Linked DNA regions of Mus musculus: all the other regions are linked to region 1. A link is a contact called in public HiChIP or PLAC-seq and promoter capture Hi-C data. All regions are on one chromosome and are shown on one strand. Each heading gives the region's core, a stretch centred on a gene start, on an enhancer-like site or on the middle of the called end of the contact. The rest is flanking DNA. Distances are from core to core; before and after follow the strand shown.

Evidence for each region. Promoter capture Hi-C pulls out the DNA fragments that hold promoters and counts their contacts. HiChIP or PLAC-seq counts read pairs in DNA pulled down with a chosen protein or histone mark.
Region 2: a promoter capture Hi-C map of liver shows a contact between it and region 1, with 2.2 times the contacts expected there. The contact joins the enhancer-like site here to the promoter of Tmtc3 in region 1. A contact is called at or near these places in 6 of 39 promoter capture datasets (the C10 cell line, cranial neural crest, hippocampal neurons and 3 more), 1 of 484 Hi-C or Micro-C datasets (cortical neurons), 5 of 115 datasets of contacts at active chromatin or transcription factors (bone marrow-derived macrophages, embryonic forebrain, embryonic stem cells and 2 more) and 2 of 9 other capture datasets (adipose tissue and liver).
Region 3: a contact with region 1 is called in a promoter capture Hi-C map of the C10 cell line, with 9 times the contacts expected there. The contact joins the enhancer-like site here to the promoter of Tmtc3 in region 1. A contact is called at or near these places in 15 of 39 promoter capture datasets (3T3-L1-derived adipocytes, the C10 cell line, the HPC-7 cell line and 10 more), 1 of 15 datasets of contacts at CTCF or cohesin (large pre-B cells), 4 of 484 Hi-C or Micro-C datasets (bone marrow-derived macrophages, embryonic fibroblasts, gonadal supporting cells and 1 more), 10 of 115 datasets of contacts at active chromatin or transcription factors (astrocytes, bone marrow-derived macrophages, embryonic forebrain and 7 more) and 2 of 9 other capture datasets (adipose tissue and liver).
Region 4: a contact with region 1 is called in an H3K4me3 HiChIP or PLAC-seq map of neural tube, with 5 times the contacts expected there. The contact joins the enhancer-like site here to the promoter of Tmtc3 in region 1. A contact is called at or near these places in 5 of 39 promoter capture datasets (cranial neural crest, frontonasal cranial neural crest, liver and 1 more), 5 of 115 datasets of contacts at active chromatin or transcription factors (bone marrow-derived macrophages, embryonic forebrain, embryonic limb bud and 2 more) and 2 of 9 other capture datasets (adipose tissue and liver).
Region 5: a contact with region 1 is called in a promoter capture Hi-C map of trophoblast stem cells, with 3 times the contacts expected there. The contact joins the enhancer-like site here to the promoter of Tmtc3 in region 1. A contact is called at or near these places in 6 of 39 promoter capture datasets (the C10 cell line, liver, pre-B cells and 2 more), 1 of 484 Hi-C or Micro-C datasets (granulosa cells) and 1 of 9 other capture datasets (adipose tissue).
Region 6: a contact with region 1 is called in an H3K4me3 HiChIP or PLAC-seq map of bone marrow-derived macrophages, with 3 times the contacts expected there. The contact joins the enhancer-like site here to the promoter of Tmtc3 in region 1. A contact is called at or near these places in 3 of 39 promoter capture datasets (the C10 cell line and liver), 1 of 484 Hi-C or Micro-C datasets (granulosa cells), 2 of 115 datasets of contacts at active chromatin or transcription factors (bone marrow-derived macrophages and embryonic stem cells) and 1 of 9 other capture datasets (adipose tissue).

What each region holds. Positions count from the first base shown.
Region 1 is chr10:100,485,183-100,488,957 of GRCm38.p6, forward strand. Tmtc3 (transmembrane and tetratricopeptide repeat containing 3) reads right to left here and starts at 2,165. Exons shown (of 14, transcript NM_001110013.1): 1 at 1,980-2,165. Cep290 (centrosomal protein 290) reads left to right here and starts at 2,400. Exons shown (of 54, transcript NM_146009.3): 1 at 2,400-2,570; 2 at 3,097-3,226; 3 at 3,380-3,457. The coding sequence starts at 3,125.
Region 2 is chr10:99,590,315-99,594,089 of GRCm38.p6, forward strand. No RefSeq gene overlaps it. Among named protein-coding and RNA genes, the nearest start is that of Gm20110, 17 kb to the right of the region's middle. Within about 2 kb of position 2,032, at least 45 of the 459 cell types and tissues checked have an H3K27ac peak or open chromatin away from gene starts, as enhancers often do. A contact at or near this core is called in hippocampal neurons, where this site is marked.
Region 3 is chr10:99,618,057-99,621,831 of GRCm38.p6, forward strand. All of the region lies in intron 1 of Gm20110 (predicted gene, 20110), which reads left to right. Among named protein-coding and RNA genes, the nearest start is that of Gm20110, 11 kb to the left of the region's middle. Within about 2 kb of position 1,590, at least 5 of the 459 cell types and tissues checked have an H3K27ac peak or open chromatin away from gene starts, as enhancers often do. A contact at or near this core is called in bone marrow-derived macrophages, where this site is marked.
Region 4 is chr10:99,684,704-99,688,478 of GRCm38.p6, forward strand. All of the region lies in intron 4 of Gm35101 (a long non-coding RNA gene), which reads left to right. Among named protein-coding and RNA genes, the nearest start is that of Gm35101, 26 kb to the left of the region's middle. Within about 2 kb of position 1,973, at least 8 of the 459 cell types and tissues checked have an H3K27ac peak or open chromatin away from gene starts, as enhancers often do. A contact at or near this core is called in adipose tissue and neural tube, where this site is marked.
Region 5 is chr10:99,908,089-99,911,863 of GRCm38.p6, forward strand. It overlaps Gm35437 (a long non-coding RNA gene), which reads left to right. Exons shown (of 8, transcript XR_380747.2): 2 at 3,618-3,707. Among named protein-coding and RNA genes, the nearest start is that of Gm35437, 7.0 kb to the left of the region's middle. Within about 2 kb of position 2,088, at least 37 of the 459 cell types and tissues checked have an H3K27ac peak or open chromatin away from gene starts, as enhancers often do. A contact at or near this core is called in granulosa cells and trophoblast stem cells, where this site is marked.
Region 6 is chr10:99,927,520-99,931,294 of GRCm38.p6, forward strand. No RefSeq gene overlaps it. Among named protein-coding and RNA genes, the nearest start is that of Gm35437, 26 kb to the left of the region's middle. Within about 2 kb of position 1,897, at least 15 of the 459 cell types and tissues checked have an H3K27ac peak or open chromatin away from gene starts, as enhancers often do. A contact at or near this core is called in bone marrow-derived macrophages, where this site is marked.

The DNA of each region.
Region 1 (3,775 bases), core at 915-3,414:
GTCCTTTGAAAAATAAAATCTTGATAAACACCTTTACTCTATACCTCAGTTAATACACTTCTTATGGTCATGCAACATTTTAAACATTAGAGCAGTATGATTCTCAGGAAATCAGCAAAGGACAGGTAATGAATTTAAGTCCATTGGTACAGAGAACAGAGGTAACAATTACAAGAGGCAGGGCTTTGTCACAAAGTGATTTGGGTTAGATAAAGCTCTTCATACAAGCCCAGGCTAGATAGAACACAGGTCCAGGCAAGTGCTCCAGCAACAAGGCTATTGATAGAACTGTCACATACAAACCAGCTCTTGGAAAAATTTGAAAAATGGAGAAATTCTGAAGAAAAATTATCTTAGCCATTTGAAAATTATATAGCAACCTGCAGAACCAGAACTTCAGTTAAATGCCCTGACTCACAGGTAAGTGCAATATAAAAACCTGGATCATAATATAATTTGTTTCCTGCAGTATTCTTATACCAAGAAAAGCGTATTAGCTCAAAAATACCGTTAAGTTACAGAATGGAATTTAATAAAGAATATACTTAAGTTGTTACTTTCACTGAGATATACAATCCTAGCTTCATCAGTTACTAATAAATGACTTTGAACTTCTCCCTTCTGAAGAGAATACAATTTATTACTTGAAGATATTACGAACATGAAGAGAAACAGGGGTGGAGAGACCAATAAAATGACACAAAAATAGTAAATGAGTAATAGAAAATATGTATTAAAATCATACAAAAAAATCAAGGTATTGTGATTAAAAACAGCAAATTCTTAAGGTAGTATACTAGTGAACATATTACATGTGTTTAATAAATACTAGTCTCATTTCTTAGTACTACTGACAAAATGAACAGGAAAAATAATTCAAACTCTTGAGTAAATGAAGCCATAAAATTAAATGTGCAAAACACAAGTAAAGCTTAGTATTAACGTTTAAAAGAGAAACTGGGAAGTGCAACTATATCACGCATTTCACAAACATTAGCTTGTAGAATGAATGATTGTGTTCATCACATTAAATAAGAAAACAGCGTTTAACCTCTCCGAGCTTCAATCTCTTAGATGGACAATGCGGATAATACTGCTGTATCTCCACAAAGAATAATTCCAAAACTAAACAGTATTTAGAAATAAAGCAAACACTGCAATCAGGCCTACAAATCTGAAGAACGTCTTTAAAATTTGTTTCAAATACCATTTTTTTGTGCTATTTGTTTTTCTCAACCGCAGAAATCTTTTCAAAAGAAAAATGTAACTGTCTACATTTTTCTTTTAATTACTTAATATCTATTATGTATGATATGTATAAGTACCTTATATATCTATCCACGTATACATACATACATACATTCATACATATATACGAGACGCACTCTTTCAAATAGATGCTTACAGCTCCTAAAGTTACCTGCTGGTGTAGAATAGCTGTGCATTTGGCAACAGTTCCCTGAGTAAGAAGATTAACATCTGAGAAGGAGAAGGCACTTTCCCCCAAGAACTCCCTTGGTACCCAGCAAATGACAGCAAAATGCCATCGCTTGGCATGGCCCTCCTCCCTCCCTCCAGCCCGGCTTAAGAGCCTTGGGCGCACTAAGGCTCCTCTTTCCTTGGCCTTCACTCCACTCTTATTAACCTAATAAGCACTACAATCCGCAAGCTGCTGCAGGAGGCTGCCCCATCTTGACGCTCCTTCTTCACTCAACCAGAGCGTGAACTCAGGGGGTGCGGTGGGGGTGGGGGCGCTCCACTTTCCCAGACACCAAGGAGGCTGGAAACTTTTATTGACTCCCCTCTTAGGGAAGCCACTAACTGGGAGCCCCTCGCACCTACCTGAGTAGCCGGAGGACTCTTTCCCAAACCTCTGCAAGATCCGCCAGCCCTTCGGCAGCCCCAAGCTAGCGCTTCCCTAAAAACGCAAAGGTTCCCTGAGCTACTCCTGGCTGTGGGTTGACACGCCCCGACCTCACCTGAGGGCGGCTCCGCCAGGAGACGGTTCAGGAAAGCTTCTGGGATGGTGGACCGGAGAAGGACTCCGCAGAAAACACAGTCATAGCCTGCCACGCTCGGACTCCGGGGCGGCCGCACCTTAGCAGCCGCTCCTCCCGCCTCCCGAGCCTTCCCCCAGCTCTTCCAGGGCGGCCGCAGACTCCCGCATTGCACGCCGGGAACGCGCCGCTCTTCCCAAAAACTTCCAATCCCAGGATGCACAGCCGCGACGCCGAACTGCACTCTGGGACGTAGAGTCCTCATCTCACGGCTCTCCCTCATCCACAGTAAGGAGGGCTTGGAGGGGAAATAGAGCCGTAAAGCTTTTTCCAGGGTCGTGAAATGTAGTCTTCCCAGGTATCCCGGGGCCTAGTTCCGGTCTTGGCAGGCTGGGGGGCGGGGAGTGGTGTCGCCTAGCAGCCGGCGCCGCTTCGGCTCGGTCGGGAAGAGTTGGCGGGAGCAGCCTGAGTGCGCGAGGACCGCTCTGGGAAGCGTGAGGCCGGGGCGGTGGCCGAACCCGGAGGTGGTCGCTGTAGATGAGTGACTGCTGCTGGTGGCAGGTCTTGGTTTCGGTGGGTGGATCCTCGTGAGCCGGAGCCGCTTAGTGTCGTTCACAGGATCGTAATCCCGAGGGACAGGGTGCAGCCCTACCTATCCAGACCTCTGTCGCTCTTGTCTGCAGTGTCGTCTCGGCCTCCCTGATTGAGCTTGATTCCGCAAACACTTCATTTAGCTCAGTCTTTTTATCTACTTTAAAAATCCTCTGGTCCCCTTTCCTCAGAAGGTTTTCAAAAACTTCCAAACATCTTGGGAGTTGGTACCATCATTGATGGTAGGGGACTTGGAAAAGGGGCCTCGGGGTTTTAGCTCCGAATTCGTCTTAGCAAGAAAATAATAATTTAGCGTGTACATTATCGTATAGCCTGTGTCAGGGGAACTAATTTTCGTCGAGGCTGTTTGCCTCTGCATCTGTTTTGCAGTTCAGGAGCCATAGCTCTTAGCCAGCACCTAGAGAGTTAAGTAAGACCGCTCATGATCATGTAAACACTGCAAGGCCATTTTCCTTGAAAATGCTAAAATCCACCTGCTTCTTTGTAGAGGCTGAGAGACAGTGAAAGAATTCAAGATGCCACCTAATATAAAGTGGAAAGAATTAATCAAAGTTGATCCAGATGACCTGCCACGGCAAGAAGAGTTAGCAGATAAATTATTGATATCTTTATCCAAGGTACTTAATAAATGATTTGTACACAGAGCCTGATGTACAATGTCATGAATTGAAATTGCTTCTTGAAATCATTGAATGCTATAACTGGAAGAGTGCTTGTATTTAATGTGCAGGGTATGAAATAGTCCATTTTTTGTGTGTTTGTTTCCTTAGGTGGAAGTAAATGAACTAAAAAATGAAGACCAAGAAAACATGATACATCTATTCAGAATTACCCAGTCTCTAATGAAGGTTTGTAGGAAAGAGTGTGTAGGAAAAGAAATATTTTTTAGGAGAAACATAAAGAGTCATAAAGAATCATATGGTCAAATAAAATACAAAATCTCTCCCCTATAAGCTATACATGAAATGATAAGAGGATTCTAGATTCTTCATAAATAAATACTGAGAAAGAATATGTATTCTTTACATTAAGGTAAAAGCATATAGAAAAATATTTGGGGCCAGTAATTTGGGATATACTGTTCAAGAGTTTGAGAGTATATTTTGGTTATCAGCATTTTAGAAGGGAATAAAGGTTTTTAAATCATACTTGGTAAAGAAATGTAC
Region 2 (3,775 bases), core at 782-3,281, 900 kb before region 1:
TTTCCCTCAGTTGGTTTGCTTTGTCTGACTTTGATGTGATGGCTTTTGTTTTACCTTATTATATTTTCTTTTGTTGCATCTTGTTCTTCTATCTTAGAAGCCTGTTCCTTTCTAATGAGAGACAGAAATTAATAGATTGAATCTAATGGGTTCAAAAAGGAGAAGAGGTGGGGAGGAATTTGGAGAAGTAGAGAGAAGAGAGCTAGACAGATATATTGTATGAGAAAATAATCAATTTTTAATAAAAGAAAAAAACTTATAATGGGCTTATGCTTTCTGGGTTCCCCTCTGCCTTGTAGAGAGTCTTTCTCTCTGTGTGTCTGCTGTGTTTGCTTGCCCCTAATAAAACTTCCCTTTGTCTGGGGTAGAGGGGAAGAGAGTAAAACTCTGTGTCTCTCCTTCTAGCTGAGATTCTATGAACTGGTGGATACAGAATAAAAATGCTCAGGACTGTGGGACGTGAGCCGTGGAACCAACAGAAACCTGTAAGGCAGCGTCACAGGGCGGAGCCAGGGAAGAAGACGTTTGCTATCAAAACGAAATGTGGGCTCGAGAGAACCAAACGGAGGGACACGGGCAAGGTGTCAGATAGTGGTGGGAGAGATGCTGTAGTCACCAGAGGGAAAATGCAGGAGAGTATGTGGTAGCGGGTACACAGGGAAGGGGTCTGGGGTTCCTGCAGGCTGCCCTGTGTCAGAGACGTGTGCCTTTCCTATCCAGGACCTTCAGTCTTTGTGGGTTCTGCATTATAAGCCTCCTGTGAGGCTCTGCTTCCTACAGTTGGTGTCCAGAAAGGTAATGCTCTGTGGCTTGGTCCCTTATATGAAGTCCTACTGGTTGCTGTCCCCAGTAATTGCCAATATGACTGCTTAAAAACAACACACTATTTCTTTATAGTTCTGAAGGCCAGAATCCAAAATGGCGTTTTAAGTGTCTAAAGGACTTGTCAGGGTTAATGTGCCACTTGGACTCTGGGCTACAAGAGTAATCCTCTATGGCCTTGTTGGACATCAATAGGAGGAGAGGCCCTTGGTCCTGAGAAGGCTCGATGCCCCAGTGTAGGGGAATGCCAGGACAGGGAAGTAGGAGTCGGTGGGTTGGTGAGCAGGGGAAGGGAGGATGGGATAAGGGTTTTCAGAGGGGAAACCAGGAAAGGGGATAACATTTGAAATGTAAATAAAGAAAATATCTAATTAAAAAAAAAAGAGCAATTATCTCCCTCATCCTTACATCTTCATGACCATCACTTAATCATCAGAAGAAAACCATCAGTTATCTCTCGTCCATTTACTTTCTTTTTTGTGTGTGTGTGGGGGGTACTACCTTCTCTTCCGTGGTTGAATCTCCCTGCCCCCTCCCCCCATCTTATTAGGCCATTTGTGATTACATGTAAGGCCCAGTTGGTAGCACAGGATTCTTGCCCTGCCCCAAGATCCTTAACTCAATCATGTCTATACCTAAATATTTTTCCATATGAGATCCTGTGCTCAGGCCCTGGGATTGACTGTTAAACTTCTCTGTTGATCATTACAAGTCCTCTGTACACCCACCCCCCGCCGCTTTAATTCACTTTTCAGTGTGTGTACCTCATTCCCCTCCCCAGGTGTATTTAGAATTGAATCAGCTTGTTGTTGATGGAGTTACCAGAAAAAGCAGAAAGTTTCTGCTCTGCATGTCCACCTCTGTGGTTTCCACGGACCCTGGGCTTCCCTACGATCTGGTAAAGTGTTCCAGGCAAGCAGAGACATGATTAGCATTTGTGCTTGACCTCAGAGAGAGAGAGAGACTCTTTATGAGCCGTGGAGTATCTTACTCTGAAATCACCTTTCTCCGATTCTTCCTCTTCTAGGAACCTGATACCCGTTCAGCATTTTCTATTTAAAACACTTCTTCCTGCACCACTTCTGTTCCCTACATCTAGCGAGTCCCTGTCAGCAGCGACAGGAAGCTCACTTCCGTGGAGGACGGACTGGCCCCAGCACACCTGTCATGCCAGGGGCGAACATGAGCTGTCAGCCCTGTGCTGGCCTGCCCACAGGCCACCAGCTGGAAGGCTCAGCTGTGTTTCGGATGCAGGCTTCTCTCCAGAGCCCGGGGGCTGCCCTCCCTTCCTGCTTTTCATCTTCCACATCGTTCAGATTGTGTGAAGCTTTGCCTCAGGGGCCCTGGGACATTTTTTTTTTTTAAATTCTGTAACCATGTGTTGTCTGTTCATTCAACACGTGTTTGCTGAGTGTCTGCTATGTAGCTGGCATTTTGCTGCCTGCTGAGAACTCAAGGCAGAGAGAAGCATGGATCTTGCCACCAGAGTACCATGCTTAGCTAAGATATGGTAATTGTGTATATTAATTCTTTTTAGTATTCAGTAATAGAAACCACATTCATACTGATTAAATATCAGTTGTATAAAGGGAAATGTCCAAGGAGAGTAGTGTGTATCCAACCAGAGAAGGATCTAAACACCACACACACAGACACACACAAACACACACAGACACACGCACAGACACACTCTCACACACACTCTCACACTCACACACACACACACAGACACATAGACACACACACACACAGAGACAAACTCTCACACTCACACACATTCATACACACAAACACACATACTCTCACACTTACATACACTCACACACATTCATACACACACTCTCAACTCACACACACACTCATACACAAACTTATACACACACCACTCACACTCACACACACACACACACACACACACACACACACTCACACACTCACATACATTCACACAGTCACACAACCTTATTATCTGAATTTGACAAGATGATTAGCTAGCCTCCATAAGCTGTTTTTGTTTCTACTGCTAGAACTCAGAGATATTAGAACTTGCTGACAGATAGAGAAACTGGTTTGAAAGTGGAAAAGAATGGGAGACTGGGGTGAAGTTGGCCCTCCTGAGCATGGCTGAAACTCAAGAGAATGTACAGGAGCCCTGGCCAGTCCCTGATCATCTCTTGACTCCTTCCTGCATATGGGAAGCAAGCATCTTTTGTCATGAAACTAATCATGTGCTTCCTCTAGGAGATGGTGAGACTGTATGAGATTCTAACTGAAGTAAATGCATATCCAGGTCTCACAAACACAGGTCAGTAGAGAACAAAGAACACACATTTATCAGTACCTGGTGCCCCTTCCCGGTTCTTATATGCACAAAAAATCATGGCTGTCTACATTTCTACCTTCTTAATCTCATGTGAAATGCCTTTTGTGTTCCATGCTAATCAGAAACGAAAGGGATACTGGGTCAGAGTGCAACTTACCCCGGTCTTCCATATATTAGGAGGCCACCGTATAATGGCATATGAGGTGACTGACTGCAGGCAGTCAGTATTCTCAGAAATCTTACAGTTTTGAAGTTTTGACTGCTTTCTCTGAGATCTTCGTCCTTCAGTTCCACTTAGCAAGTTCAGGGAAAACAGAATATCTCCTCTCTAGCACTGGCAAGTCCTGGGCTGAAACAATCCCTGATTTTCCTAGCAGAATTGAATGGTTTCCGAGGAATCGAACAGCTTTACTCGGAAGCCTTAGGCCACGTCTTCTTGTACAGTCAAGGGATGATATCTGGTCCTATTCTAACTGTAGATGTTGATAAGTAGTTTCCTAAGGCAAAACCCAAGATATTGGTACTGAAAAAAACAAAAACAAAACAACAACAACAACAACAAAAAAAACAAGTTAAAGATAAAAGCCTGCCAATAGCCATGTGAGACTCAGGGCAAGGTGTCGCTGTCAG
Region 3 (3,775 bases), core at 340-2,839, 870 kb before region 1:
TCCTCCTCCTTCTCCCCCTCCCCTCCTCCTTCGAGATAGGATTTCTGTGTAGCCCAGGGTTGTCGTAGAACTCACTCTGTAGACCAGGCTAACCTTGAACTTACAGAGACCCTCCTGCCTCCACCTTTCGTGTGCTGGGATTAAAGGCATGCGCCACCACAGCCCGGTACAATCCTTGACTGTTGTCCTCAGTGCACATGTTTCTCTCGGTTATAGTCCAAGAAATGGGTCAAAAGTATGTATGTATTTAAAATTTTGGTGACATAAGCCTATGTTAATTACAGATTGATATATCAAATGACAGAAGTCTTTCCCACTGGTATGGTTAGTGAAACTGATATGTATTTGTGAAGTATTTGACATAATCCCACTTGATGAGACAGAGTCAATTTTCTCCATTTTAATACTTGTTTGAGCATCTTGTTGACACTGGCTGGGCTCCCTTCCCTCTTGTCCCCCCTCCTGTCCCTACCCCATCCCATCCCCTCATCCCTCTCCCCCATTTCCCACCCCCCTAAGAATTCTAAGCCATGCCTGACTCCTAGGAGGGGCTCCTCCGTAAAGAGGAGGCTGTACAGTGGTAATGATACACATGGCGTGTCTGCTTTACAGCACTGCATTGAACAAGGTTTTTATGTGGGTAGAAATGTACACCCATTTTAGTAAAAGTATTAAAGATGTACTAAGCAGACTAAAACTAGCTAAGGCTTCATGGCTCAGAAATAATTAGCATTATCTTTTCGGTTTATATCTTGCCAGCAATAGATTACTTTAAACAATGTTGGGGCTTTGCTACAGCAGTAGTATGCAATCTGTTCTCCCCCACACTTAAAAACATATAAATTTCCTGTCATATCAATATGACATCTCTTCAAAGTTTGGCTGACACAACACATAAACATTTACAACTTTCCATTGACTCCGAAAATTTACAAGGACCTGTGCGTTCGATTTGATTGTGATTACGAACGAATCCAAGGCGGAGAAGCTGAAGGACATGTTTGTGTTTTCTCAGGCACTGAGTAAGAGATCTTCTTTTACTAAGTACCGGCTGCATTCTAAATGATTTGTAACGTATGTGATAAATACGTAATTCTCATCACAACCACTTTCCTAGGCAAGTCCAGTACCACTGACACCAACTCGCAGAGATTCCAGGAGACTGGAGAGCTGGCAGAAGACGCAGAGCCTGCAAATGACGAGGTCTCATTTAGAACGCTTAATGCCTGTAATTGATGTCCCCTGCTCCCCGGTTTACATCTTTTCTTCTTTGTTCAGAGCGTCCAATTTTTCTTCTTTTTAAAATTGCTACTTAAAAGTGTTCGTGTTTTTGCCTCCCCAGTCAAAATAATGTCACATGTGAATTCGGCTCCAAGAGCTACTGAGTTTTTATTCACTTTAAAATTGTATTGAGAGTAATTTCCATGGGGAATTAAATAGAATTCTTCAATTGTTCTCGCTGCTTACAACAGTCCAGTGACCCGTGTCTGTGTTTATTCTTTTTTTATTAACAGAAACGGAACTTTCAGGGAGGGAATAGCCTGGGCTGTCTTTGACCACTAAGGCTAGAGCGCCATCTGTCGGCGATAGAGCGCTAAGGCATTTACTGTGTGACCATCTCAACCACTCACAATCACCATCCTGCCTGAGAGGAAAATTCCCCATTCTAGCAAGCTTTGACCAATCCGGAGCTGAGAGTAGGAACGAATGAGAATCCTTTAGATCTGACTTTAAATTTTAGTTTGAGAGGAAAATTTTACTAGAATATATTTTATACATGGAAACTGTATTTTTATCATATGCTTCCCCCTCTCACACCCCAGGTACCCCCTCCCCCCAGCACATCCGACCCCTTCATGGCCTCTCCAATTTGTTTTGTAACCCTCGTACTGCGTGCTGGGATGCTGAGTGATCTCAGAGGCAATATCTTGTAGAAGTCTTGTGTGGGTAACCAGGTGTCACGTCCAGAAGAGAGCACGTCACAGCATCCGCGTCATCCTATGATTCTTAAATTCCCCTCCCGCATAGGCAACATTCTCTGAACCTTGGACAAAAGATGACATAGTCATCCCTTTTAGGGGAAAACATTCAATAATCTTTTATCTCAGAACCTTGGCCAGTTATGAGTTTCCATATTAGCTATGAACCACTGCACTATTTGGATATTCAGAGCACCGCTAGCCCGTGTGTATATATAAATAAACACCCGGGAGGCAGTTTGACGATGGGTCCCTGTAGCAAGTGAAGGGTAGTTCTCCCCTAGGGCCTATGGCCTCCTGAACCATGAGCTTTTGGCCAGGTTTGCAGTAGTAGGCAGGAGAGAACTCCTGCGTAGCAGACCTCAAATCCAATCAGAATGCAGATGTTCCCGTAACCTTTGTGCCACTTCCTGGATCAGTGGGCAAGTCTAGCTTGGCTCATTGGTATTGTAGCATGCACTGTCCTCTACTGAGTAATATACCATTGGTCACTTTTCTTTCCAACCAGGGTACATAGCATCTTCTGGCACTATGCAATCTAGCCACGAGAGAGGAGGTTTCCACGTTAGTTCCAGTTTTATTTCTCTACGTCTTTGCAACCAAAGTGTGCTGCAGCTCATGCAATAGGGCCTTGCCATTTCCTTCGGGCGGGCAGCCAAGGGCGATGAGGACAGGCTGTGTTGTTTTGTGGGCCTCTGGAACCCCCTTGACCAATAACTCAAAGGGAGGTACCCAATGCTTGACACTGTGGTTTTTATTTAATAATTCTTCCTGTCTTCTGGGGGAAGCATTGTCTACCCATGTACCTCGGTTCAAATTGCTTTTAAATATTATGTGTATCTTAGTTAGCTTGCAAAGTAAGTGGTTTCCAAATGGGTTTTTAACACATCCTCTTTGGTTGACTGGTGCCTGTTGTAAACGATTAATAATTGACTCTACTAGTTCTCTCTCTCTCTCTCTTTAAAAAAGATTTATTTATTTTATATATGTGAGTACACTGTTGCTGTCTGTCTTCAGACACACCAGAAGAGGGCATCAGATCTCATTACAGATAGTTGTGAGCCACCATGTGGTTCCTGGGAATTGAACTCAGGATCTCTGGAAGAGCGGTCAGTGCTCTTAACCTCTGAGCCATCTCTCTAGCCTGACTCTATTAGTTCTTAATATGACCAGTCCAGCCCCCAATAATTGAAACATAGTCCTGCTGATTTATTTAATCAGCTTAGCACAATTAATACATACTAGACCAGCTAATTCCCAGCTGCACTCCCCATGTTACTTGCTGTTTGAGTCTCCCCTGGGCTGCCTTTTTGATCCATCAACATGTTCTCAGGATGGACTTAGCCTGGCCACTGTTCATAGTCCATCTCCTCTCGTGGTGACCTCCTCCTCTCTCTGTCTTCTTTCTTTTTCTCTCCCTCTGTTTAGGTCCCTATCTGAGACCCCCAAAGAGTAACCAAAGCCCTGCCTAGCTCTATTCTCCCCAGTTATTGGCTGTAGCCACTCTTATTTAGCCAATAGCTTGAAATGGGGAGCAAAGTTTACACAACAAAGGCTGTTATACGTGAAAATCCACTCTTATGGGGGCAACCAGGTCTTGGGATCAGAATTTAGCATTTGTATACACAGCAGCACCAGACCAACCTGCTCCTCCCTCTTCCCTGGAGATGAAACTCTATAACGTAAAGAGAACCATTTCAAAGTGGACTATTCTGGGCAGTCACGACCCATATCCGTGGACATCAAAGTCAACCTTGTCACCTTCTCCTCCACAGTCAGGAGGATGGCCAGTCTGT
Region 4 (3,775 bases), core at 723-3,222, 800 kb before region 1:
AAGAGGAACATGGCATATCAGGCAGACAATGGAATAGTTATGGTGATGTGCTTGAAGGTGTGGGCTCTGGAGAGAGAATGTCTGCATTTGAATGTGGGGGTCCCTGTTTACCAGCTATTGGATAATTCATTTTAATCTCCATGCATTTTAATTTTCGCAGCTTTTAGATGTGGGCTGAGCATCCTTTCCAAGACTGTATGAGCTCAGGTGCTCAGTGAATGGTTACTTTTGTTACTATCAAAGGTTAATTTCATTTTATATGGCCTTTTGGGGTGGGGGGAGCAGCCATTTCTTCCTGATCCAGGCTTTGGACAATAGCTTTACCTAGAATAACAAAATACGTTTAGTTTCTAAGATATTTGTTTTAGTTGCTAAGTTGAAAGGCACTCTTTAGGTTTCTCAAAGGAACTTTATTTTTAGAAGCACAAGTGGAATAATGTGAAAACTGGAGGACTTTATGCAATAGACCTTACTACTTATATCCCCAAGTGTTACAAAGACCAACCCTAGAAGTTCTCATGTTAGTTGTTAGCACCACCTGCTAGTTAATGTATATGACCAAATATCAAGCTTCAAGACCATTTCAGCCTCTGCCACCGACTAGCAAGTCACCTTACCTCACTTAACCTCTTTCTCCCAGCTTTCAAATTAGGATAATAGGGTATTTCTACCCACATAGGGGTGATGGGTAGCTCAGCTAATTGATGTTTGCAATATGCTAGGAGATAAAAGGCGCTATGGAGATGTAACCTGCATTAATAGGAGAACAAAGCAGGATTTTAAGAATCATGGGAGGTATAACAGAACTAATAGATACATTGGGCAACAGAACCTGGAAGACAAGGAGGCTGTAACACTGAATCATCATATCTATTCTAGGTTTTGAAAAGCCCATTCAAAGAACGTATCTCTTTATATTTAACAGCTAATTTCTCTGTGTCATAACACCTTCTATCTTTTTCCAAACACACTGGTTTTAAAGAAGGTAGGTGAATATCACAACCAACGTCCAGGCATTCTACTTTTTGCTGAACCATGACCTCCATAACCATGAGGCATTTGCTCTAGATCAAAGACCACAGCTTATCTAGAAAAACTAGTAGCTAGATGCCCTTATTTGTAAAGAGATGATTTTAAAACTTTACTTTTCTCCATCCCAACTTTCAGTGCAGTTCCAGTCAGCAGCCTGGTTCACCTGTCAGTGTTCCCAGTAATAAAAACTGACTTGATCAAAGCGACCGGTTCCCATTTTGTCATTAGACCTAATACCTGTGTCCAAGCCATCTGGTTTGACAGCCATAATAGTTGAAATATTTTCCCTTGCAGACCCCAGAAATGCCCCTTGGGGCAAATAAGCATTTGGCAGCCCGAGGAAATATCAGTAGACAAGGACGTTTCCTGCTTGCTCTTTCTGAGGTCGCATGCAGAGGAGTGAGAGCAAAGGGTAGGGACACCTGCTGTTTACTTGACAGATTTATAGAGGCTTTTCAATGGGACATACAATTTTCAAGGCCCCAAAGAATTTTATCTCATTTCTTTCTCTAGCCCAGCAAATAATGAAATAACATGTTGCTATTCACCTGCATATGTCAGTAACCTTGAGGAGTTTTAAAATTTTGCAGAAATTAAAAAGAAAGAAAGAAAGAAAAAATTGCCATTCACACAAAAATGCCTTTTTCTTTTCTTTCTCTTCTTCTCCTTCCCCTCCCCTTGCCCCTTCTTCTTTCTTCTTTATCCCTTCTTCTTTTCTCCTCCTCCTCCTCCTTCTTCTTCCCTTGAGGAATACATTTCTCCACCTTTCTTACTGCCTTTATGGGAGTTTTTAACTGACTATATATATTCTACAAGAGCTCAGAAGGACCACAAATTGGGGTCTGAGGAGACAAGAAACAAACAAACAAACACCAGACATTCCATCCTTTAACAATGTAGCCTTGATTGCCTTGGTACATAGTGCCTTTCCATGGAGTCATAAATTAGCATTCAATGGCATCTTGGGGTTTCCACCAAAGTTGTAATTTGCATGTTAGCCATTGACTTGCATCAATACATGTGAATCTCTTAGCATTGCACAGATCACACTAAATTCAGTGATCAACTGAACAGCAAGCATTTGAGCATCTTGCTTCCTTGCATTTTTGCCCTGAAAAAGTTGGGATTTGTGAGAACTTCAAACCTACTGACTTTTTCACTAAAGTCATTTGAGGTGAATGTCAGGGAAGGAACTTGAGAGACCCAGAAGGGCAAAAAGAAGGGAGTTTGGGGTTGTCTTATTTCCCTTCAATAGTGCACGGTATCTTGAGTTTGTTTTTGAATTCTGCTCCAGGAAAAGAGCCTGCCAAATTCATACATGAGATCTCAAGTTTGCCACAAGGACTCCAGTCATTTCCAAATTCTTGAAACAATAAGCTATAAATAGCCCCAACAATGTCAGGATTGTATTGGTTTCCGCCTAATGTCCTCTGGCTGAGGGCCTTGCTCCTAATCCTTAGGTGGAAAGCAGAGATTCCGTCTGAGCTGCAGGTCGATCCATGGCCTTTTCCAAGATTAGCTGAAAAGGCAGCTTGCAGGAAGTAGGTGTCCTAGCCAGGCACTCGTTGTGGGGTTTCTGAATTATTTATTGTGTAAGAAGGCTCTTGGCTTTAAGCACAGGGAATATAGTTTCCCAGGACACAGGCTTAAAAATAGATGCCTGTCCTTTTTCCCTTCACAGTATTTATGTGCAACCAAATTATCCTTCCCCCCTCTCCCTCACTCCAGGTCCATATTCTCTTCACTTCCAGTGGCAGAGGACGCTATTGCTTAGTTTCTTCTTATTAGGGGTTTCTCTTAAGCTGGCTCACTTCTCCAGGGGAAAAGATTTTTGCAATGGGCAATGCAGAATGACATCCACAAATTCCCTGTGATTCATCTCAGTAGTATTTCAAATGGTAACCCTCCCTCCAAAATTATCATTGCATTTAAGCGGAGACACATAACTGGAAGATTGATTTTGACTAGGCACATGGTTCATGGTGTTTTCATGTTCCCAAAGAGTGCCTTGATGATACATTAATTACTGCTTTCATCTAGATGGGTCCATCTTTAATTGCTACACCCTTCATCCAACCAAGTTAAGGATTCCTAGGGTGAGGACTATATGGTGGAAATCCTAACTGCCCTTCACTTCTTTGATTCTGCTCAACTTGTACATTGTCTGGATGTTGGCTGCTAGGACTTAGCATGAATCTTGGAAGAAACACCATTATATAACAAAAACAATGGGAGTTGTGCAGAGTATGCCCATAGCAAACACTTGATCTTTGCAGGAGCATTAAGGAAAAAAAATCCTGTGAAGTGATTCCCCCCACTTCTTTTGGAAAGGAAAAATTCATTTGTAATCTGTTCAATAACTCAAGCAAAGGTCTATATCTTTGCATAACTTCAATCTTGTCTGTTCAGGCAAATATTCCAATGTGTGTTCACATAGCACACTATATATTGTGCTACATGCTAGAATGAGAAAGATGCATTGAGAATCCTAAGGTCTTAAGATAGCTGACCATAAATATATATCATTTAAATATGCCATGTGTATTTCTAGGGGGTGTACCTTAAATTGCTGAGCTCATAGTCTGATCTTGTCTGTGAATGGGAACTAGTCAAGTAAATATTTGCTTTTGTCAGGTGAGCTATTTGCTCTATTTCCAGACATTATTGCCTAAAAGACAAGGTGAGTTAAATGTCTTACTATTTCATTGGAAGTTTTCTTTGGGTATGGAGATCTGAATGATAA
Region 5 (3,775 bases), core at 838-3,337, 580 kb before region 1:
TGATTGGGAGCTTATACATTGTATTCCAATTGATTGCCAATGTAAAATGAAGTGTACTTAGTGTCATCACAACCCGGGAATCAGAAAAAAATGAAGCATTTGTTATCGTCACCATGATTCAGCTCTTACTGACATGAGCAGTGAGGCTTTCCAGCCAAGAATGAGCCTCTGTCCATACCCACGCTGTGTCTCATGCAGTTCTCAAGGATGCTTCAGATGTTTGGAAGGCAAATGAAGCTAAGGGCAGCTAGCCCCTGCTCCAATACTTGGAAGGGGTGCATTTTCTATTTTCTGGATGCTCATTTCCTTTTATTTCAAAGGACTAAGTGTTCTTTAGCTACCAAAATGGTCATTTTTCATGCATGGATGACAAAAGAGAAAGCACTAAGCATCCTTTTCACCGAGGCCATTTAACTTCAAGACCAAGAATAAAACAATCAAAGAATGAGAGAGGCCTTCCTCTAGTAAACGCTTTTAATTTGACTACATCCCCACAGTACAAGTTCTATAATTAATCAAAATCCCAAAGAAAGAGGCCATTGGCAGGAAAACAGAAAGTGTTGAAATTGGGAAATAGTCTAGATATATTGAGATACAGCAGCGTCATAACAGGGCATGCAAAACTGGGAAAATATTTAAGAAGCTTCGGCCACGGTGGCATCTTTGTTCTTTAGTGAATAATGAAGTAGATTATGCATAGCAAAAACTCATTAAAGGAAAACGGTCCTTGTATACGGTAGAAAGATAATTATGAACACGTAAGCAATCTAGCAGTCAATTGCTCAAGTCTTCAGGTACTGGGGAACCAACAGGATTAACAAGAGCCCAAAACAAACAGAAGGTTAAAAGGCATGTAAATTAGTCGCTTTTAGGATTATTTTTAAATTGTTAACAGAAAATAGCTAAGCTGAAGATATGAATGTATGAAAGAATGATATAGCAGGCATCAAAATTTATTTAAAACTCCACTCTTAGAAATAAGTGTAAAAGGGAGGAGTGTGTGTGGGGGCGGCTGTGATCAGGATGTATTGTATGAGAAGAGAATCTATTTTAAATTAAAACAAGAATAGATTTAAAAATAGATATAAGTGAAACATCAATATTTTTAATTACTTATAAGTCTGTAAGAAGCAAATAAAAGACATAAACAGAAAAATCGAGGAGAATAAAGAAAGCAAAACAATGTACTTCAAGCATCATATTGTTTTACCAGTAAAAGACACACTTGTGTAGCAATAGAAAAATAATCAATATCTTGTAGTAAATATTTGTATATTTTATAAAATAATAATTGTGTATTAGGTATGACTATTTTTAAAATAAAATTGCTTAGATATTAAAACTCAAATATTTTATAAGTCACAAACTGCTTAGCAAAAATAAAAAGTCACACATCAGACCCAAGGAATAAAATAAGCTATAATTATGTTAAACTGGGGGTTATAACTGTTTCTAGCTTCACAATATAAATATTTTAGTACCAAGGTGAATGAAAATTGTATTTACAAATAAATGGCATCCTGAAGTATATTCATATTTATGAATATATTTTTAAATCAAGAAAATCAATGAAGATAAGATCAAATTTTAGGATCTTAGAAGAAGACAAAGCCCAAGAAAGCAAATGGAAGAGAATAACTTCAAATCACATGTTTAAATTTAGGGAAAAATAAAGGTAATTTTTGAAAACCACAGTTGGTCGTAAGAACAAAACAGAAACAAAAGCACAGTAAAGTTGATCCATCTCTTCAAGACTTAATGGGTCCCACCAATAAATTTAACACTTAAAAAGGAACTTTGAGAACAGTTAGAAGTAAATATAAGATAAAAGAGATCTTGCTTGCAGATATTAGAAAGATGAGTCATATGGCGTGTTACATAGGAAGACACTAGAGCTCAGTGAAACCAACTAATTTGCCCCAAGTTTCCTAGCAAAAGATTCACATTTGTATGTGTTTGCTTGACTGTTTGAAAGCAGGTCTCAAGTAGCACAGGCTGGACTTAAACCTCCTGCCCCCAGCTCCGAGGTGCTGGGATTGCAGGATGACTCTTTTTAATGCCACATTCTTTCCATCTGTTTGCAGAATTCCACACCATGACTCATTAGCCTCCAGCCTGCTGCCATGTCCTGACAGTAATTCTGGAGTCACGTTCACTGTTCACCACAGTTACCTACTTTTGAGTTCTGTAACCACATTAATCTTTTCAGCCTGAACCCTATGTGACAGTATAACCAACATTCCTTCAAAGATATTTTAGTTAGGTCTGTTTTAGGATAGATTAAGGGAAAAATATTAATCATTTATAAGATTCATCTAAGGGCATATGCTTCCTTTCTTCCTATATCATCTCTCTAGGGTGATTAAATACTGAGGTGTGAGAGTGGGGTGCTTGTATAAGCTCTGGGCATTAGCAGAGGGGTGTGTGCCTCATAGTTATCTGCCTGCTGGTAGACATGGCTCAGATTGCTCAACTCTTCTATTGGATGTGCACGGTAGGAAATTGCCATGTTACCTTCCATCTCTAAGCACCCTCTGCCTCTTATTTGCTGCAGAATCCCCTCATTGTGTGTCTCTGAGACCCTTACGGGCCATGCTAGCTCTGCTGAGGAGTTCTTTTGTTCTGGCCATTGGGTTTCTTCCTTAAATGTGGAGCATGATACTTGATGGCCAACCTTTTGTCCTTCTTCTCATCCAGTTTGCCTTATGGTCTAGTCCTCTCAATGAATGTTCTCCCATGGTAAGATAAACATCTAAGAAGTTACCCCTTTCTAACCCGAACTCTCATTTAGGAGAGCCTAAACCTGTGTCTTCTAGAGTTCCCTAGCTATTCTCACTCAAAAAGGAACGACTAATGGGAAAGGCTCAGAAACTGAGTACACTGAGCGCTAGTGTCTACATACCCAGCTCTCCAAATGGAGGATCCTCTCTTACATTCTTGATACATCATGTTAGAGAATGAATGAGATGAGGATGGGGCCAACTTCGAGAGCCTCGGCAAATGCTCAAATGTGCAAGGAGTCCTCAACAGCCACTTAGCCTTTAGATGAAATAGTGGACTCCCACAGGAATCTAAGCCTCTAACATTTACTCTACAAACAAACTCACTATTTAATTTGAAGTGTATGATTCTAGATGACAATGGTCATAGTAGAGAATGACGATGATCCATTCCCAGGTAATTCACAGAGACTTGTTTAGGTATTAGAACAGTTCTTGGCATCTCAGCTATTCTATGGACAGTTCAAAAGCCAAGACTTGCTCTTTTGAACTGTCCATAGAATTGATCCACTTCCTATTTTAAAGGCACATCAGGCTAGTCTGCATGAGGTATGTGGCTGATTTTGTCCTATCTCATTGATTCTCACTTTACACAAAATCTAGCATTCACCAAAGGCCCACAGAAGCTTGGAAGTTATCCTACATTCCTCAGTTGTCTCTCCATTTCTTCAAGTGTCATTTGCCAAATATTTTCATTTTTATACTTTCATATTTTGGGCTTTTGTCCTCTCTTTTCCAGTCTTATGGTTGATGATTTAGTTGGGTCATGTTATTGCATTTGCCATAATGGCTTCATATTTATTCCTTTTTCTTCCTTCTCTTTCCACAACATTCCAGCATCTGCTGATATTGATTGGGCCTGAAGACTCTTGAATACTCCCAACACTTTCAGAACAAAACTTCAAACAACATAGGATGCAAACCCAGGTACCCTTCTCCTGATTCACTTTTCCCTACTGTATCCTTCTCGTTCCTACTGGCTACACCTGGGCAGC
Region 6 (3,775 bases), core at 647-3,146, 560 kb before region 1:
TAGCTCTATTTAATAGATTGGAAAATGGGAAGTCACCAGGTTGTAGACTGAAGGATAGACTCCAGTCTGAGCAATGGCGGAACAAAGACAAAGAACTCGTTCTGAGGGATGTGCAGCCTATTCAAAGACTCTCTACATGCCAAATAGTTATTTACTATAAAATTCTTCTACTGTCTTCAGGGGGGGCACAACCGAATACTTCTCTCTAATTCAGCCTCACGGAGTGCCATTTTGGCCAGAGGAAAAGACACGAAGGAATCCTCTCAGCTTTTTACCTAGAGACAATCCAAACTTCTAAAATGCACGTGGAGAAGTGAAGAAGATTCATTTCTTGTCACTTTTGAGCAGCTCTGTACACATACATTGTCCACGAGCTCTTTGTAAGGGAGCCTGTTGTTTTAACATGACATTATTTTTAGTAATAACTGTATTTACATGTTCAGTGATTCGATAAATGTTTATAAAGCATCTGTTCTGTGCCAGGGATTATTCGGGGCAGTAAGGATCCACAGAAGCAAATCAAAGAGACAAAGACATCTTTCTCAAAAAAAGTTTCCATTACTAAGGAAGCAGAGAAGGGAGTAGAACAGCAGTGGACCCCATATCTCATGGGCGTGCATCCTCTCCAGGAGTTCCTTCCTCTGTCTTATTTACTGTTATTATAATTACTAAAAGCACTGGACTTAAGATATACTCTATAGATAATGACTATAGATAAGATCAGTTCTTTTTTAAATATGCGCGTGTGTGCGGGGGAGGGGATGGGTGGTGAATGAGCACACGTGTGTGAGAGTGAGCACACACATCCTTATGCAGAAGGCAGAGGACGACATAGGATAGTATGCTTTATCACTTGGCTATCTATGCTTTGTTCAGCAACAGGCTTCCTCACTGAATTTGGAGTTAAGCTGACATTGGACATACGCCAGCAATCAATCCTTCTGTCTCTGCTTTCCACAGTGCTGGGGTTACAGGTACACACAACAGTGCACGGGATTTTCACAGGGGTTCTGGGGATTTGAACTTAGGTCCTGAGCACAGCACATGCTCTTCTGCCACTGAGCCATTTTCTAAGCTCTTCCTTTCTTTCTTCCTTCCTTCTTTCCTTTCTCCTTCCCTCCTCCCCTCCCTCCCTCCTTTCTCTCTCTCTCTTTCTTTCTTTCCTTCCTTCCTTCCTTCCTCCCTCCCTCCTTCCTTCCTACTAGTATAAAGAACAGTATTACTGAATATAGTCACTACAGTTTACAGTAGAACTCTAACATGTATCATATACAACATATACCTTCTGACTTAATCCTGCTTCTCCCTGCTCTGAGAACTACAGTTCTACTCTCCGCTGTGACTCTGACCATTTTAGTACAATTCTCATATAATACTGTCCCCAGGGTACAACCCAACACTTTATCACCGAGGTACATTACATAGTATTTGTTCTCCTCTGCCTACTTCCCCGCAAAGATATAAAAGAGTAGAAGCCTCTGCTCAGGGGAGAAACAGCAAAGAACTAAGCAGGAGGCAGGCTTTATATGGGGTTGCTTAGGGGGTGGAGCATTCTAGGGTGGCCTGGGATTGGTGGGATTTTATAGTCTCACCTAGGAGCAAGCTCAATGATTGGTGGGATTCTGTCGCCTGATCTTGGGCCTTTATTCTTTTTTTCTGTTGAGTGGGGCTTGGCAGCCTGGGAAAGCTGGAAATGACAGGGCCATTAGAGTAGTCCGGGACAGCGAGGCCTGTCCACTTGTATCTCAAGATGCTTACAATGAATGTTTAGGGTCCCCTCGTGTTCTGGCTATTGCTAATAATGCTATAACAAGCCTGAGAGTGCAGGTTTCACATTGTGCCTTCGTCTTTGAGTATATACAAGGAAGTGAGACTGCTGAGTCATATGAAAGTTCTATGATCAGCTTATCAAGGGAGCGCTTGGGCTTTCCATAGTGACCATACCAACTAACAATCCCAGAGCAGTACCAGAGCCCTTCTCATTAAACTCCACTTCCTCACCTTCATTTGTAATTTGATTTTCCGACTTACTGGGTATGAAGTGATATTGCAGTTCAATTTTGCAGATAGTTGGGGATTTTGTACTGTCTCATGTATTCGTATGCTTTCACTGGCAATGAGTTTCATTGGGGTGGCTTACGGGAATAAGGGTGAGGGGGTTACATACAGGAGCTGAGATGATAACGAAGACAGCCACATCACCAAGGTCCACCCTAGCACGGGTGACAGCTCACAAAAGCTGGAACCCTGGATCACAATGTACAGCCTGCAGGCAGGAGGACACGTTGGAGGGTGGCCTGACAAAGATACCCTGTTGGTGGCCTAAACTCTTCCAGGCAACTCCCCTGGTTTTTGCTGCTTCTATGTTGCAGGTCCGGTCTCAGAGTAGTGCAGCCAGGGAGCGACTCTCAGCCTTCTTTGTTGTTTACTCTAAGCAGGGAGGGGCCAAGTGAATCTGGTCATTTTCAGGGATTCCTGAGGCTATTTTGGGTTGTTTACCTTCTGTCCTAGGAGCTTCCTGCAGTATGGAATGTTTCAGTCTCAGAGCAGCCACCTCCCGGTTCCTTCACCTGCTTCATAATGGGTTTGTTTGCTCCACTGCTATACATTGAAGGAATACCTTCAACATTTTTAGCATTTATTACTTATCAGATATGTTTTAAAATATTGTCTCTCGGCCTAGGGCTTGTCTTTTTTATTTTGCTGATCATTTTCTTTGGCGAATGAAGGCTTTTCAGTGTGACAGCCTCACACCTCACAGTCTGTTTTTGCCTTTTGTTGCCCGTGCATTTGATGTCACATCCAAGAGCTGGTGGCCAAGACCAATATCCAATAACTTTGTCTGTTTTGGTGTAAGGTTTTTACAGTTTCAAATCTTAAGTTCTAATCCACATCGTGTTGGTTGGTATGTGTAGTGTGTACTCGGGGTCTAACTGCTGCACGTATGTCTCCAATTTTCCTAGTGGCATAGAGGGAATCTATCTCAGTACAATAAAGGTCATGTGTAGGAAGCCCACAGCTAGCCTCATTTTTAATGACACAAAATATTTTTTGAAGTTTTTTCTGTTAGGACCTAGAACAAGAAAAATATCCCCATTTCCATACCTCTATCCAGTATAATACTGTAAGTCCTTGAAAGAGCAATTGAGTAAGTAAAAGGAATTAAAGTTGCCTAGATTGAAAAGGAACAAATAAAGTGAACTCTATTTAGAAATAGCATAATGTTACATAGAGAACTCTCTATGGCTACAAATTTGTTTGAACAAATAAATACCAACAAAGTTGAAAGATGTAAAGTCAAAAATCTTAAAACCACTGCTACTACTATGCATCTCCCTGTGTATTTATATAAAAGGGATTGAAGGAAATGACCAATTTACAATACCAAATATAATACAATACATAGAAACAAACTTGAGCAGATTTTTAAAAAGAGAGACAAATACACTGAAAACTACAAATCTCTGTAAAAAAAGAACTTAAATCAAAGTACAAAGGACAAATTGCTCATGTATTAGAAGGATCAATATTGTTAGAACATCCACACTCTGTAAAGCAATACACAGAGTCAATCAAATCCTTTCAAAATCCCGGTGGCATTTACTACAGAGATAAAAATACAATCTTCAAATTCATACTGAACCCTGTAAAACAAACAAAATCTCCGAATAGCCTAGGAGTTATGAGAAAGAAAATCAGTATGGAGCATAATTCTTAGCTGAGCCTTATATTATAAGCCTTTCGGCATCAGAACTATTTATTTCTGGTGTAAACT